2 separate regions of the Mus musculus genome follow, and region 1 is linked to region 2. The links are chromatin contacts, called in public promoter capture Hi-C maps. All regions are on one chromosome and are shown on one strand. Each heading gives the region's core, a stretch centred on a gene start, on an enhancer-like site or on the middle of the called end of the contact. The rest is flanking DNA. Distances are from core to core; before and after follow the strand shown.

Evidence for each region. Promoter capture Hi-C pulls out the DNA fragments that hold promoters and counts their contacts.
Region 1: a contact with region 2 is called in a promoter capture Hi-C map of embryonic stem cells. The contact joins the enhancer-like site here to the promoter of A330009N23Rik in region 2. A contact is called at or near these places in 6 of 39 promoter capture datasets (the C10 cell line, the HPC-7 cell line, HPC-7-derived erythroid cells and 4 more), 1 of 15 datasets of contacts at CTCF or cohesin (the NIH/3T3 cell line), 8 of 484 Hi-C or Micro-C datasets (embryonic fibroblasts, embryonic stem cells, frontal cortex and 2 more), 8 of 115 datasets of contacts at active chromatin or transcription factors (astrocytes, differentiating embryonic stem cells, embryonic basal ganglia and 4 more) and 1 of 9 other capture datasets (liver).

The regions. Positions count from the first base shown.
Region 1 is chr15:102,050,419-102,056,884 of GRCm38.p6, reverse strand. No RefSeq gene overlaps it. Among named protein-coding and RNA genes, the nearest start is that of Gm41405, 8.3 kb to the right of the region's middle. Within about 2 kb of position 4,649, at least 147 of the 459 cell types and tissues checked have an H3K27ac peak or open chromatin away from gene starts, as enhancers often do. A contact at or near this core is called in astrocytes, differentiating embryonic stem cells, embryonic basal ganglia and 6 more, where this site is marked.
Region 2 is chr15:101,222,703-101,229,876 of GRCm38.p6, reverse strand. It overlaps A330009N23Rik (RIKEN cDNA A330009N23 gene), which reads left to right and starts at 4,691. Exons shown (of 3, transcript NR_045328.1): 1 at 4,691-4,903; 2 at 6,244-6,396. Grasp (GRP1 (general receptor for phosphoinositides 1)-associated scaffold protein) reads right to left here and starts at 5,670. Exons shown (of 8, transcript NM_019518.3): 1 at 5,333-5,670; 2 at 2,914-2,963; 3 at 991-1,045; 4 at 784-886. The coding sequence starts at 5,575.

The sequences.
Region 1 (6,466 bases), core at 3,400-5,899, 830 kb before region 2:
GTGAACTCTTGGTACTGCTGCAGTCAAGAGCAAGGATTTAGTTTCTGGGACCCTAGTCACACAATTCAGTAAAGTCAGTGAACTTGTATTTACTGAGTACCTCCGGCGTGCTAGACCGAGCGGTTGCATATCAACAATTTTGTTCTCTTTTTCCTCATGTGACATGAACACCTGAATGGACACACCCCTCAGGTTCTGCGTCTACCATAGGTCACAGTCACCACCTTCCTGTGATTATCTGCCCACAGCCTTTGTTACGAATGAAACCTGTCGCCTTTGTTGTGCCTTTGTCTTGTGTTGTGTTGCTTGAAGTTTGGGTGAAGGCTCTGTTTTGAATGAGGGCTAAAACCCAGGGGATGACCTTGGGTCCAAGCTGTGCCTCTGCAAGGCACCTGCTTTTCCTTCCTTGAACACGTAGAGAATGTGGGAATGACCCCAGGAGCAAAGAGGAGATGTTAAGTGGTGCCTGGTACCTATAAATATTTGTTCTGAGTCAATACAAGACTGCAAAATTTATAGTTGTAGCAACTTGTTCTTTACAAAAACTGTGTGGATGACCAAGGAGCACCAGGTGATATCCATACCTAGAAAACCACTCTATCTTCCAAGTCCTTGGGCTGTGGGCATGAGTCACTGTGGCCCCAGTACACCTTTGTGGACAGTTAATATTTATTCAGTAGCTTTTATAATGTATGATTCTTTTCTCTGGTTGCAGTGACAGATGCTGAGACCTGCTATGAGGCTTTTGGGTGTCTGCAAGCTCGGGTAGAGAGAAGTAGGATGTTACAACTTGAGGAAATTCAACTACTCTCTCATTAGGTTCTTCTTGTCAGGTCAAAGAGGAGCTATAAAGGTGAGAAGAAGCTGACATTTGGAACATGTTTGCAATCTTTTGACTCAGAAGGCAGAGGCAGTTGGACTGGTAGGTGTTCAAAGCCAGTCTGGTCTACATAGTGAGACCCCACCTCAGAAAACAAAGCAAACCTGGCTTTGTGGCAAACACCTTTAATTCCAGCACTGGGGAGGCAGAGGCGGAGGGGGGGGGGATCTCAGAGTTGGAGGCTGGCCTGGTCTAACAGAGAAAGTTCTAAGACAATTAGGGTGACAGAGAAACACTGTCTCCCATAACCAAAACCAAAGTAAAGACTGGGGATGTGGCTCAGTGGTTATGGGTACTAGCCATTCTTCCAGAGGGCCCAGGTCTGATGGCTACTACCCACTTGGCAGCTCATAACTATCTGTTACTCCAGTACCAGGAGATCCAATGCCATCTTCTGCCTTCCGTGGACACTGCATGCCCATGGTGCACAGGCATACAAGGAGGCAAAACACCGGTACACAGAGAGTAAAGTAAGAGGAAAAGACAACAAAACAAAGGTAGAAGAAATGATTCCTATGGTAAAGAAAGGCACCTGTTGCCAAACCTCACAACCTGAGCTCGATCCCTGGAACTTGCATGGTGGAAGGAAAGAACCAAGCTGGGTGAGGTGGGGCACACCTCTGATCCCAGCACTCAGGAGTCGAGGCAGGCAGATCTCTGTAAGTTCCAGGCCGGCCTGGTCTACAGAGCGAGATCCAGATAGCCAAAGTTACACAGAGAAACTCTGTCTTGAAAAATCAACCAGCCAACCAACCTATCAAAAACAAGAGAGAGAGGGAAGGTTGGGCTCCAACGGAGAGATCTGCCTGCCTTTGCCTCCCTAGTGCTGGGATTAAAGGCATTCACTGCCACACACGGCTTGAAATAAATAAAAAATTTAAAAAGTAGTAAAACAGTCTTCCTTTTAAACTTAAAATACAGATAACAAATCCAAGCTAGAAAGATGCCTATTGATGGTGACATTTTGTTTACTTTCTTTTTTTGAAGATGGGAATGTGGTATGGGATTCAATATATAACCTTGGATGGCCTGGAACTTGCTTATATTATATACCTGGCTGATCACAAGCTTTCCTGCTCCTGCCTCCTGTGTGCTGGCATTGCAGGCAGGAACCACCATGCCCGACTAAGGTCCACATCTTAACTCTCTTTCGTTCTGTGTCTTTTCCTTGGGTGTTTAGCTGCAGAGCCCTTCTTAGCAGGCGGTCTGACTCATATTCATTTATTCATTCGCATATGCAACGTTTTCAGAAGACTATTAAATCCAGAAATTTCAATTAGAGTAATTAAAGCAATTGAAAATTGGTCACAGTGGAAGTATTTGTACTATAGAAGTTGACAGACACTACAGGTCACAGGTGCCTTTTACAAACATTTTCGTAGAGGCAGAGGGGAGAGGGAGGGGATGGGGATTTGTGGAGGGGAAGCTGGGAAGGGGGATAACATTTGAAATGTAAATAAATAAAATAATCAATAAAAATGAAAAAAAATGAAATCATATTGTGTGTGTGTGTGTGTGTGTGTGTGTGTGTGTGTGTGTGTGTGTGTGTAGTGAGACATTTTCAATCCCAGAGACTGAGGAGTACCAGAGCAGGAGGATCAGCCTGAGCCTGGTCTACACAAACACAGACACACACAGACACACACAGACATACACACACACACACAGACACACACACACACACACACACAGACACATACAGACACACACACACACACACACACACACACACACACACACACACACCTCAAACCACTCAAAACTAAAAATGTCCCATTTATTGGTGACTTAACACAGTTTGGAATGACCTAAGTCTGGGATATGATACTGAGCAAGCCCATCTCTGCTCACGGACACTTACAGCCTGAGGTGCACTGCACTACTTAATACAGTGAGGAACATTAGCCCCCTAGCTACTGGTGTGCATTTTAAAATGTAAAATAAATGACATTCCAAAATCATCTCTTTGTTCATGCAGCCACATTGAAAGCTGTATATGATTGGTGACTATTGAATACACAGAGGCCATTATTACAGAACGTTCCAGCACAGGTGCTGCTGGAGGCAGCAGGAAGAACAGGTTATGTGATCCAGATGAGACCTAACAAAGGAGAGAACTGAGCACTCTGCGTTGATGCCCCGTCCCCCCTGCCCTGCCCCCTGCACCAGGGTGGAAGTCAGCACCATGAACCCATGAGACAAGAACTACCACTGAGCTACACTTTCAGCCTGTCCTGGGGATTCTAAATGTTTTAAAATTAAAGTACACAAAACATTATGGCTGGAGAGATGACTCCATGGTTAGGACGGCTTGGTTTTGTAGAGGGCTTGGGTTTGGTTCACAGCACCCACATACTGGTTTACAACCATCTGTAACTCCAGTTTCAGGGGATTTGATACGCTCTTCTGACTTACATCAGGAGCCAGACACTCATGTGGTGCATAAACACACATGCAGGCAAATATTCATACACATAAAGTAAAATGAAATATACAAATGTATGTATATACAATATACACATATGTATTTTCATAAAAGAATAATAATTTGTTTTTTCACACAAGATATATTCTCACCTGATATACCTTACTTTTTTCTATGCATTTTACCAAAAAAAGTAATTAAAAAAGGATTTATTTATTTATTATATGTAAGTACACTGTAGTTGTCTTCAGACAAACCAGAAAAGGGCGTCAGATTTCATTACAGATGGTTGTGGATCACCACATGGTTGCTGGGACTTGAACTCAGGACCTCTGGAAGGGCAGTCAATGCTCTTACCCGTTGAGCCATCTCTCCAGCCCTGTATGCATGTTTATATGGAGGCCAGAGATCAATCTCAAATTTTGTTCCCTAGGAGTCAATGTTCTCTTTTTGTGTTTTTGTTTTTTTGAGACAGGGTTTCCCTGTGTAGTCCTGGCTGTCTTAGACCTCGCTCTGTAGACCAGGCTGGCCTCAAACTCACAGAGATCCGCCTGCCTTGTCTCTTGAGTACTGGGATTAAAGGCATGAGCAACCACAGCCTGACTTGCTACCCTCCTCCACTTTTTGTTTGTTTGTTTGTTTTTTCAGATTTATTTATTATATGTAAGTACACTGTAGCTGTCTTCAGACCATGTGGTTGCTGGGATTTGAACTCAGGACCTTCCGAAGAGCCGTTGGTGCTCTTAACCGCTAAGCCATCTCTCCAGCCCGCCTCCTCCACTTTTTAAAGACTTATTTTGTGTGTAGGGATATTTTGCCTGCATGTATGTATGTTCACCACATGGAGGTCAGAAGAGGGTGGCAGATCCCCTGGAAGTGGATTTATAGAAAGTTGTGGGTGCTGGGGTTAAGGCCTGGATCCTCTGCTAGAGCAAGAAGTGCTCAAAACCACCAAGCAAAGCCATCTCTCTAGCCCATTCACTTGCTTTTTGTTTTGTTTTGTTTGTTTCCTGAGACAGGGTCTGGAGCTGCCTGACTAGGCTGGGTGGCCAGGCAGCTCTTGAGATTTACTTGTCTGTCTGAAGTGCTGGGGTTACACGTGGAAGTGATGGGATTACCTCTCACTAGCCCCACTCTTGGCTGGGCGCCGCTGAGGGGCAACGAGGAACTGGAAGAGAAAACGGGCTTGTGCCCAGGTGGGAGCCACTGCCAAAATGATCGATAAGAAAGGTGCTGAACCCAAGCTGAGCTGGAGTGAGGCCGCGGGGCTGGAAGGGCGCACCTGCTTAAAGAGCAGCCTGGGCTCTGCGCCATGCTCAGTCAGTCCCGACCCAAACCGCGTGGGGAAGCCGCGTTTCTGCCTGCCCTCCCTTTGCCTCACCGCGTCCTGGGACTCTGGGTACGGGGTGCATGGTGGGCGGGTTGCCTCCCGGCTCAGCTGCGCATGCTCTGTAGTCAGAAGGTGGCGCATGGATGCCGTGATCCAAATGCCCCCCCGCGCTCCCCCCCGCGCCCCCCCCCCCCCCCCGCTGCCGCAGCTCAGCAACTCCAGGCTCCTGGTCTCATTGAGTCTATTGGAATTCGGGGCACATTTTCTGCGCCTCCTTTCTTCGCTTCCCGACAGTCCCTAGCTGGAAGGATCTTCTGATTTCCAGATAGCTCTTGGACTGGAGAGAACCTTCGAGTCTTGCGCTCCAACAACCCCACACCAATTTCCCAAGAAAAGTTCGTGGGAGCTCTTTGTTATCATAATTACCCAAAGAAGAATTAAATAATTTTGGAGTGCGTGCTCATGTAAGGGTCGGGTTTTTTTGTTTGTTTGTTTGTTTTTTGTTTTTAAATCAATCTTGTGGCACACGAATGAAAATCCCATCCTCCCACCCCCAGCATGCGCAACCAGGAGGATAGGTTCTGGGTCCTCCTTGGTAACATAGCCAGTTCAAGGCCAGCCTAGGGAGCAAGCTATCCTGTCTCAAACACAAATTCTGTTATAGTTTGACAAAGTCTGTAAGTTCGAGCCTCACAAGCTGGGGGTATGTGATAAATACAAAATCTTTATATATTTTCATTTTTACTATTAAACATTTTAAATTACATTTATCTATTTGTGTGTGTGTGTGTGTCTGTGTACATAGGCCTTGGTGCATGTATAGAGGTCAGAGGACAAACTTGAGCAGTTGGGAATCTATCCACTACGAGGGTCCCTGGAGGGAGCTTAGGTTGTCAGACTTGGGACTAGTCACCTTTGTTGAGCCATCTTGTATATGAGTATATGTGTTTATATGTGTGTGTCACATGTGTGTGTCCGTGTCCGTGTCCGTGTCCGTGTGTGTGTGTGTGTATGTGTGTGTGTGTGTCCATGGAGGACCTCAGATGCTCTGGAGCTGGAGTTACAAGCAGTTGTGAGCCACTTGAGGTGGGTGCTCGGAATCTAACTCAGGTCCTCTGGAATGTTGATACGAATGCTCTTAACTTGCGGTTTCTTGGTCCGCAGGTCAGTCAATGGTGTCTGCAAGAGAGAGAGAGAGTGGGGACTGAGGAACAAGAGACTGGAAGAATGGAGACAAGACAGGCTATCTGATCAAGTCTCAAGTCTTTTTATTGAAAGGCAACTATGGGCATATAAGCATAAGTCAGGGAGTGCAGCTGGAGACACGTAACCACAGGTCCAGGATGTGTAGGAGAAAACCAAGATGTTATCAGCGTGTGGTGGGCTTCTTGCAAAAACATCATGCTAGGAAAACAAGTCTCTCGTCAGGGTGGAAAAGTTCCAACCTGTAAGTAAATAGCCCAAGATGGCTGCAGAGATGATAGCCGCTTTCTGCTAAGAGTCGGCTCCCAACAGTTTCTGCTATCCTGTTTAAAATTGCAGTTTGACATCATTGTAAAGAGAATTATGCAGTTGTAGGAGGTAAAACAGGGATCCATGTACTTTTTTACCCAGTTTTTCTCCAATTTTTATTTATTTTATTTTTAAATAGGTTTCACTCTAGCCCAAGAGGGGCCTGAACTCACTACATAGGCTAAGCTTAGCCTTGAACTCCTAATCCTCCTGTCTCATCTCTGCAGTTCCAGACCTGATGGTTACACCTGGGGGGAATTATAGCACAATATCACACGACATCGGCATGGATGAGGAGCTCAACATTTGGGTTTATAAT
Region 2 (7,174 bases), core at 3,442-5,941:
CCCCATCACAGAGCCCTCCCAGGTTCCCAGGCCCCTCCCGGAGTTAGCTGTTTCTGTTTAACTCACACCTGTCATGAGAATCATTCGATACAGGTAAGGCATATAGGATGAACAGTGCCCAACTGGGAGCTGGCCCAGGCTCCAGGCACGAGAGATTTCATGCTCACACCTGGGGGTGCTCGTTTGACATCTGTAAGGCGTGTGGATCCTTGCTGTGGCTACATCAAGGGCAGTCAGGAACTACCTAGCAAAGTGCCGCTGGTAAGTGGGCAAGAAGGTAAGGGCCAAGGGGCAATTGTGCTGACAGAATAGATGTGGGTTCATGGGAGCCTCAGGCTGGCTGACTGGGACCTTAATCTCCGGGTCTCCATCGTTCAATGAAGGACACAGCACAGGTGCCCCATCGGGAGAAGGACAGGCCCTCATGGACCGCTTTGAGGCAGACCTGGTAAAATGCTTCTCTACCAGATTCTGCCCAGCTGGACTGCACAGCTGCCAGGAGGCAGAACAGCTGCTCACAAGCAGCACTGCTTTTCCGGGGTTTCCGCTTTGGGCTCAGGGTACCGCCACCGCGCCACACTGTTGCCTGCCCTGTTTTGCAAAAGAACCACACACGGCCCCACAGTAAATGGCCAGTGTGTCCAAATCCACACTCAGGATTCTGTTAATTCTTCTGGCCTTCTCCAAGTTGGAGGGTGAAGGAGGAAAATGAAAACGCCTCTGCTTAGGAGTAAAGTTATGCACTTCCCCCAGAGCCCTGTGCACTCTGGGCTCAAGGCCTACCTGGCGTGAGCCCAGCCAGCTGGGCAGGGCTGGATTCATGAACTCGGCAGACGAAGGTCACCATCTCTACACGCTGCTCCTCTCGGTGGTGAAGGCCATATGTCTGTAAACAAGAGACCGAACGTTCACTCGGCAGAGGCAAGCAGACCTGCTCCATCCTCCAAACTGTCCTCCCATCCTCCCGCTTCTTTGCCCAGTTTTTCACACCTGGATCTCGAAGCCAAAGGTCTGGTTGTCCCCTTTCTCCAAAGTTAGAACCTTCCTGCAGAAGACAGACAGAGGGTCAAGATCACTAAAATTAAGAAAAGCATGGGAGAGCTGGCTATGGTGGGCCCACATCTGTAACCGGAGCACTTGAGAGACTGAGGCAGGAAGATGCCGCAAGCTGCATAGTGAGGCCCTGTCTCAAAATACAGCAACAAAACCAGGAGCTTGACAGTCCCACAGCTCAGTGGAAGTCTGATCTCGAACATCCCAGAAGGACCCAGAGTCTCCTGTGACAGCTCATTCTACACAGATTTTTGGAATGCCCTTCCCAAACCCAACTGAAATTGGCCTCAAGGAGCTGTACAGAATAAAACCAGCCTCTTAGGTGGGGCGGCTGTGGGGTGTAGGGTAGGGTGGGAACTCTGGAAAGGAGTGAGCCTACCAGCACCCCCAGACTTCTACTGAGTCTGACCGTATACTCACTAACCGAAGGCCCCAATTTGGCCCCCCAGGCTGGAGCATCCTGGCTCTGATGCTTTGGAGAAAACAGAGCTCCAGCCCCGGGAGCAGTCACGAGGCTGGGCGCAGACCACACCACAGCTGCTCCTCCCAGCTGTGGTGCGGCCAGCCCACCAGATGTGAGGGCTGGGGGAGGGGAGCCTGGGGCCACCCCTTCCCGAACTGAAGGCAGCCTGCTGGACACAATGGTCTGGAACTGCTCCAGATCCTAGGCTGATGGGGGAGCCCAGAGTTTCCTTTGCCCACCCCTTCCCCTTCCTTTCCACCAGCCAGAGGCAGAATAAAGTGGCTGCGAAAGCCTCTTTGAGTCTGGCAGCCTCAGAAAGGCCCTGGAGACGAGGCCTCTAGCTTCTATCCTGAGTCACAGCCCCTGCCACCTAAGGCTGTGCAAGATACTTCTCTTCCTTGGGAGCCCCGTATGTTGTGGGGCAGGAGCAGTGGAAGTTCTCTGTCTGTCCCAGTGCTTTCTGGGTTCCTGGAAGGGTCTGCGAACTTTTACTGGCAAGAGCCAGATAGCGAATATTTTAGGTTTTGTGGGCCCTGTATGGCCTCTGTCATATATTATTCTTTGTTTTTATAACCCTTTAAGATATTGAAATAAGCTGGGCACGGTGGTGCATGCCTTTTTTTAAGCCCAGCACCTGGAAAGCAGAGGCAGGGGGATCTCTTGAATTCCAGGACAACCAGGGCTCTGTAGAGAGACCCTGTCTCAAAACGCAAAACAACAGCAACAACAACAGCAACAACAACAACAACAACAACAAATGTATGTGTGAGCATATATCATCAGATTCTTAGTTAAAGGGCCAAACAGACCAACCTGGCCAGGAGGTCACAGTTTGCAGAACCATGTCAGGGGAAGCCAGGGTCTTGGGCATGAGACATAGGCAAAAAGGGAACCTGAGCCCCAGGTCCTAGGATGAGCGCCTGTCCATTGTCCAGATCTCAGAGCCTTCCCAAACTGCAGCTATGGCATAGCACCAATGTAAGACTAAAAGCCTGATTCATAAAACCCATCAGACTCAAACATCTGGTCACAGAATGCCCATGGTCTGGGCCTGCGGGGCTGGGTGGGCTCAGGGAATAAGCCAAGGAGCACGAGTTAGGGGACTTCCATGGTATCTTCTCCTTCCCACCCCCACCTCTCACTAATCCAGCTCTTCCAGAAAGACACAACTGGCATTGATTGGGGGTGGTTAAGGAGCACCTAATGACTCAGAAGAGCCCCCCTTGTTCTGCCGCCCCTTCACACAGCCCACACCCCCACCTGCCCCTCAATCCCAGTGGGGAAGTCATGCTCAAGGATGGGAGATGCCTCCTAGGGGGCTGGGCTGAGATGCTCCATCCCCACCCCCACCACCTCACTTTTCTGGACAGCAGGGACTTTGGGTGGGGGTGACTCACCGTTGCTGTTCAGGACTCTGAGTGAAATTCTTCCAACGGAATCCTGAGCCCTGGGTGGTAAAACAGTCAGAAGACAATGAAAAGGCTATCCTGGGGCAGATGCTGAGAAGGTGCTATCTTGGGGCAGATGCTGACAAGGAGCTATCCTGGGGCAGATGCTGAGAAGGGGCTATCCTGGGGCAGATGCTGAGAAGGGGCTATCCTGGGGCAGATGCCGACAAGGGGCTATCCTGGGGCAGATGCCGACAAGGGGCTATCCTGGGGCAGATGCCGACAAGGGGCTATCCTGGGGCAGATGCCGACAAGGGGCTATCCTGGGGCAGATGCCGACAAGGGGCTATCCTGGGGCAGATGCCGACAAGGGGCTATCCTGGGGCAGATGCCGAGAAGGGGCTATCCTGGGGCAGATGCCAACAAGGGGCTATCCTGGGGCAGATGCCGACAAGGGGCTATCCTGGGGCAGATGCCGACAAGGGGCTATCCTGGGGCAGATGCCGACAAGGGGCTATCCTGGGGCAGATGCTGACAAGGAGCTATCCTGGGGCAGATGCTGAGGAACCCTTTCTGGAAGGACTCTCACCTGAGCCCAACTCTGACACAGCACCCCACTTCCTGCTGCCTGTCTTTTCCTTCCTAGCTACACCTCTGCTTTGGCGCTAATTTAACTATTTGCCAAATGTAGCTGCTGTTATCACTCCCAGAGTTCACACGGTCCCTGGGACCTCAGGGTCACATCTATTCTGGGTTCTAGATCAGTAAACTCCACCTCTGCTAACCAGCTTGGAGAAGCCTGTGACTCTAGAATAATCTCACCACTGGCATCATGTCTGATGGGTCCAGACCTTCCGGGCCCCAAAAGCTGAGGCAGGAGCTTCCCCGAGTTGAAGAAGGAAGCCATAGACTTAGGGTTCTTACTCTACAGATTCCCACCAGCTGAGTCTGTCCATTTAATGGTTCAAGCAGACCCAGTATTCAGGAGAGCAGAGAGCCAGGGGCCTGGCAATGACAGCCTGAATGTGACAGAGGTGCCAAATCTCCTAAGAACAGGTTGCTTGGGGGTAGGTGGGACAGTAGATTCCAGATGAAGCTGGCTGTATGCCCTCCAAACCTGAGTCTCTTGATATTGCCATGAATTTTTTTCTAGAACAAAATAATTATTGAATAAATAAAAACAAGTAAATCTCAGAATCAAACTTGTCTCACTATGCTTGAAAAACTGGGAGCTTTTTTTGTTTTTTTTTTTAGAATGTCCTGAACTCTTCCGGACCCCAGATAACCTAAAAACAACCTCTGTCCCTCCTAAGATTTTAGTTCTTGGAGGAAGTCTCATCTGGGACCAACCCTTTCCCCAAGTGCCAAACTGCCTGAGGCCTTCCTGGTCTGTGCTTTTGTTAACACTCTCTACCCCCATAAGCTACCCTAAAGCAAGGAAGAGAAGGGGACCCTCTTCCTCCAGAAGCAGACTAACCTCTGGGTGGGGACAGTATCCAAATAGGCCAAGAAGGAAGGACCGGTCAGTACAGAGAGACCCCTTTGTTTTTCAACCCGATTTTCATAAAATGCAAGTTCTCAACAAGCTGTTCATTGTGTGTAGGGGGAGCCAGGGACCATGAGAGAAGGAGGGGGCCGCATAGGGAAGGGCTACCCATTCTTTCTCTTTAACCTGGGTCTTGGCTCTCAGCATCTGAAGACTCAGGTTCTCTCAGGCCAGAGGAAGAGTTTCACTTAGAGGGAGACTTAGGGCAGAGGGCGGGTGCGGCCCGCATCCTTCCTGCCCTGTGACTCTCCCACAGCGTCCGGTCCTGGCTGAAGTTAGAAGAGCTACGCTTTCACATCCCGCATCTAAGATGCGGTACAAAGCACGAGGCCCTGAGCCCAAGAAGCCGAGTGTTCCTGCGGAGGGGGAGTTTTTGGGAATTCGCAGCACTACTTCTAAGGGGCCATTAATCTCTCTCCCGCCCAGGGCTCCAGGACCCTCAACTTGTTCGAGGCAAGTGGTGAGGTTCCTTCTCTATCCCTGCTCCAACTTGAGAAGGTGCTTGGGCGGCAGGGTCCTGAGAGTTTTTAGACTTCTGGACACCCGCAGGCGGAGCAGGAGGCGGCAGAAAGCCAGATGGAGCAAGCTGTAGAAAGGGGGTGCTGGGGCGGAGTTAAGGCAAGAGAGTGGGAGGAGATGGGGCATCCGCGTGTGGGGAATGGAGCGGAGAGCCACCCGAACTGGGGGCGTTGTGATGGCGGGGGCTACAGCCTTCTGAGACCCGAGTGGGCAGGTTTGCACCTTCTGGGCGGAGCAAGGCGGGTGGCCCAGGGTCGCAGGGCCGGGGAATGTGGCAGTCATCGGCGCTGCTGCGGGTGAGTGTATCCTGCGGAAGGAAGAAGGCAGGGTACCGAATCTGGGGATGCAGGTTAAGTAACGCACCTTTCGGCGAGGCAGGGTACCCCCGGACACGGCGAGCGCGCGGTACAGCTCGGCAGGGTGATAGTCCTCCAGTGCTGCGTACAGCTCCTCCCCGGGGGCTCCGGGCGGAGCGGCGGCAGCCGGAGGGCCGGAGGGTAGCGGGGCGGCGCGAGCGGCTTCGGAGTCGGGAGCCCGGCCAGCGGGGTCCGGCGCGGCAGTCGCCTCCTCCTTCTGCTGCAGCTTCCTGAGTCGGCGGAGGGTCATGGCTCCGGCGTCCGGCGCCCCTCAGAGGCCGCGCTCTCTCTGCTTGATGGTGTTAGGGACGGCTTTGGGACGCCAGCCCAGCGGGCCGCGTGTAGCCTTGCTTTATAGACTCCCGAGAGGCGTGGGGAGCGGCCTCCAGTGGCCTCGCCCCCCGACACGCAGGCACCGCCTCCAGGGGGGGACCGCTATGGGGAGCCCCGCCCACAGTGCGCAGCCATCAGCCAGGCTCTGGGACACTCTGGGGGACTTGGGCGCTCAGTGGGGGAAATCTAGCTGCCCACGGCAGCGGGAGGGACAGGACATTTGGGGAGAGCAGGGGTTTATATGCTACCTGGAAGCAGTCTGTGAACGTACATTGGATGAAGTTAGGGAATGAATGATGGCCTTAGTGGTTCGTGGAGATGGGGGCACAATAAGGAGTGGTGGTAAATAAACTGGGGGAAGCTTTGAGGTCAGGGTAGCAGTGGGTCAGACTGCAGGAAGCCCTAGACTGGAGAGGGGGAGGCCGGGGCTGCGCAGGGGAGGGTTGGGGTTTCTGAAGAAGGAACTGGGAGAGAGGTACACCTCTGAATTCACCCAGTGGAAGCTCCCGGGGAGTGAGGGGCTAAGGGGTCCATCTTCCCACCTGCATGGTAGAAGAGATAACTAAAGCAGCCTTCCTTTCCCAGGGCTAGGAGAAAGGGAAGCTGTGGAAACCTGCAAGCAGGTTTAAATCCGAGCCCTACTGGGGCCACCCCAAGGCTTGAAATCACCTCTCCACTCTGGATGCTGGAGTTAAGGCTCTCGTTCCTCACCTGGGGTTTGGAATATGCCCAGAGTAGGTGAGTAGATCCTCGGAGTTGGGGCATGACCGGCGCTGAGCCTTTCTCTAGTCCTGTCTTAGATACCATCCCTCAAGCTCTTTGTTACCATGGCTGCCAGGCTGTGGGAGAGGCGGGGATGACCCACAGCCCAAGTCTGTCGTCAGTGGCGCCCAAATAAGAAGCAAAAGAGGGAAGCAGTTGGTTGTCTAGCCACCACAGACGGAGCCTGGGGCTCCACATTCGGACATGAGACACCACGCGTGCTCTTTACATACATCATTACAAACCTTATGAAACAGGTACCATTATCATCCCTCCCAGAGGGGGAAACTGAAACCCAGACAGAAAGCACCTTGCTAGGAGGGTTGCTCAGTGACCAAGTTGACAGTCCAAACAAGGCAGCCCCATTCTGGAACTTCTGCCTTACTCTGTGATGCTGACTTCAATGCTTCATCGTGAGGTTGAGCCCGACTCTGTGCCAGGGGCTGGCTAGGCACTGGTGTGACAGAGGTGTTTGGTCTGGGAGCCGGTTGCATGCTGTACATGTGCTGTGTAAGACCCATACCATGGGGGAGCAGAGGCCAGAAGGCCATATCTCAGAGGCCAGAAAAGACTTTCTTCTACCCGTTCATCAGTCTGGCTGTCTCCTTGTGTCTTGCCTCCCCTCCTCCAGCCCCCTACTCTCACCCAGGCCCCTGTGCCCTCACTACACAAGAAGTATAAGTGGGAAGGGTGGCTTAGGGACTATGTTAGCTAAGATGTCTCCCTTAATGCTTCTCTCCCTGATTTAACCACC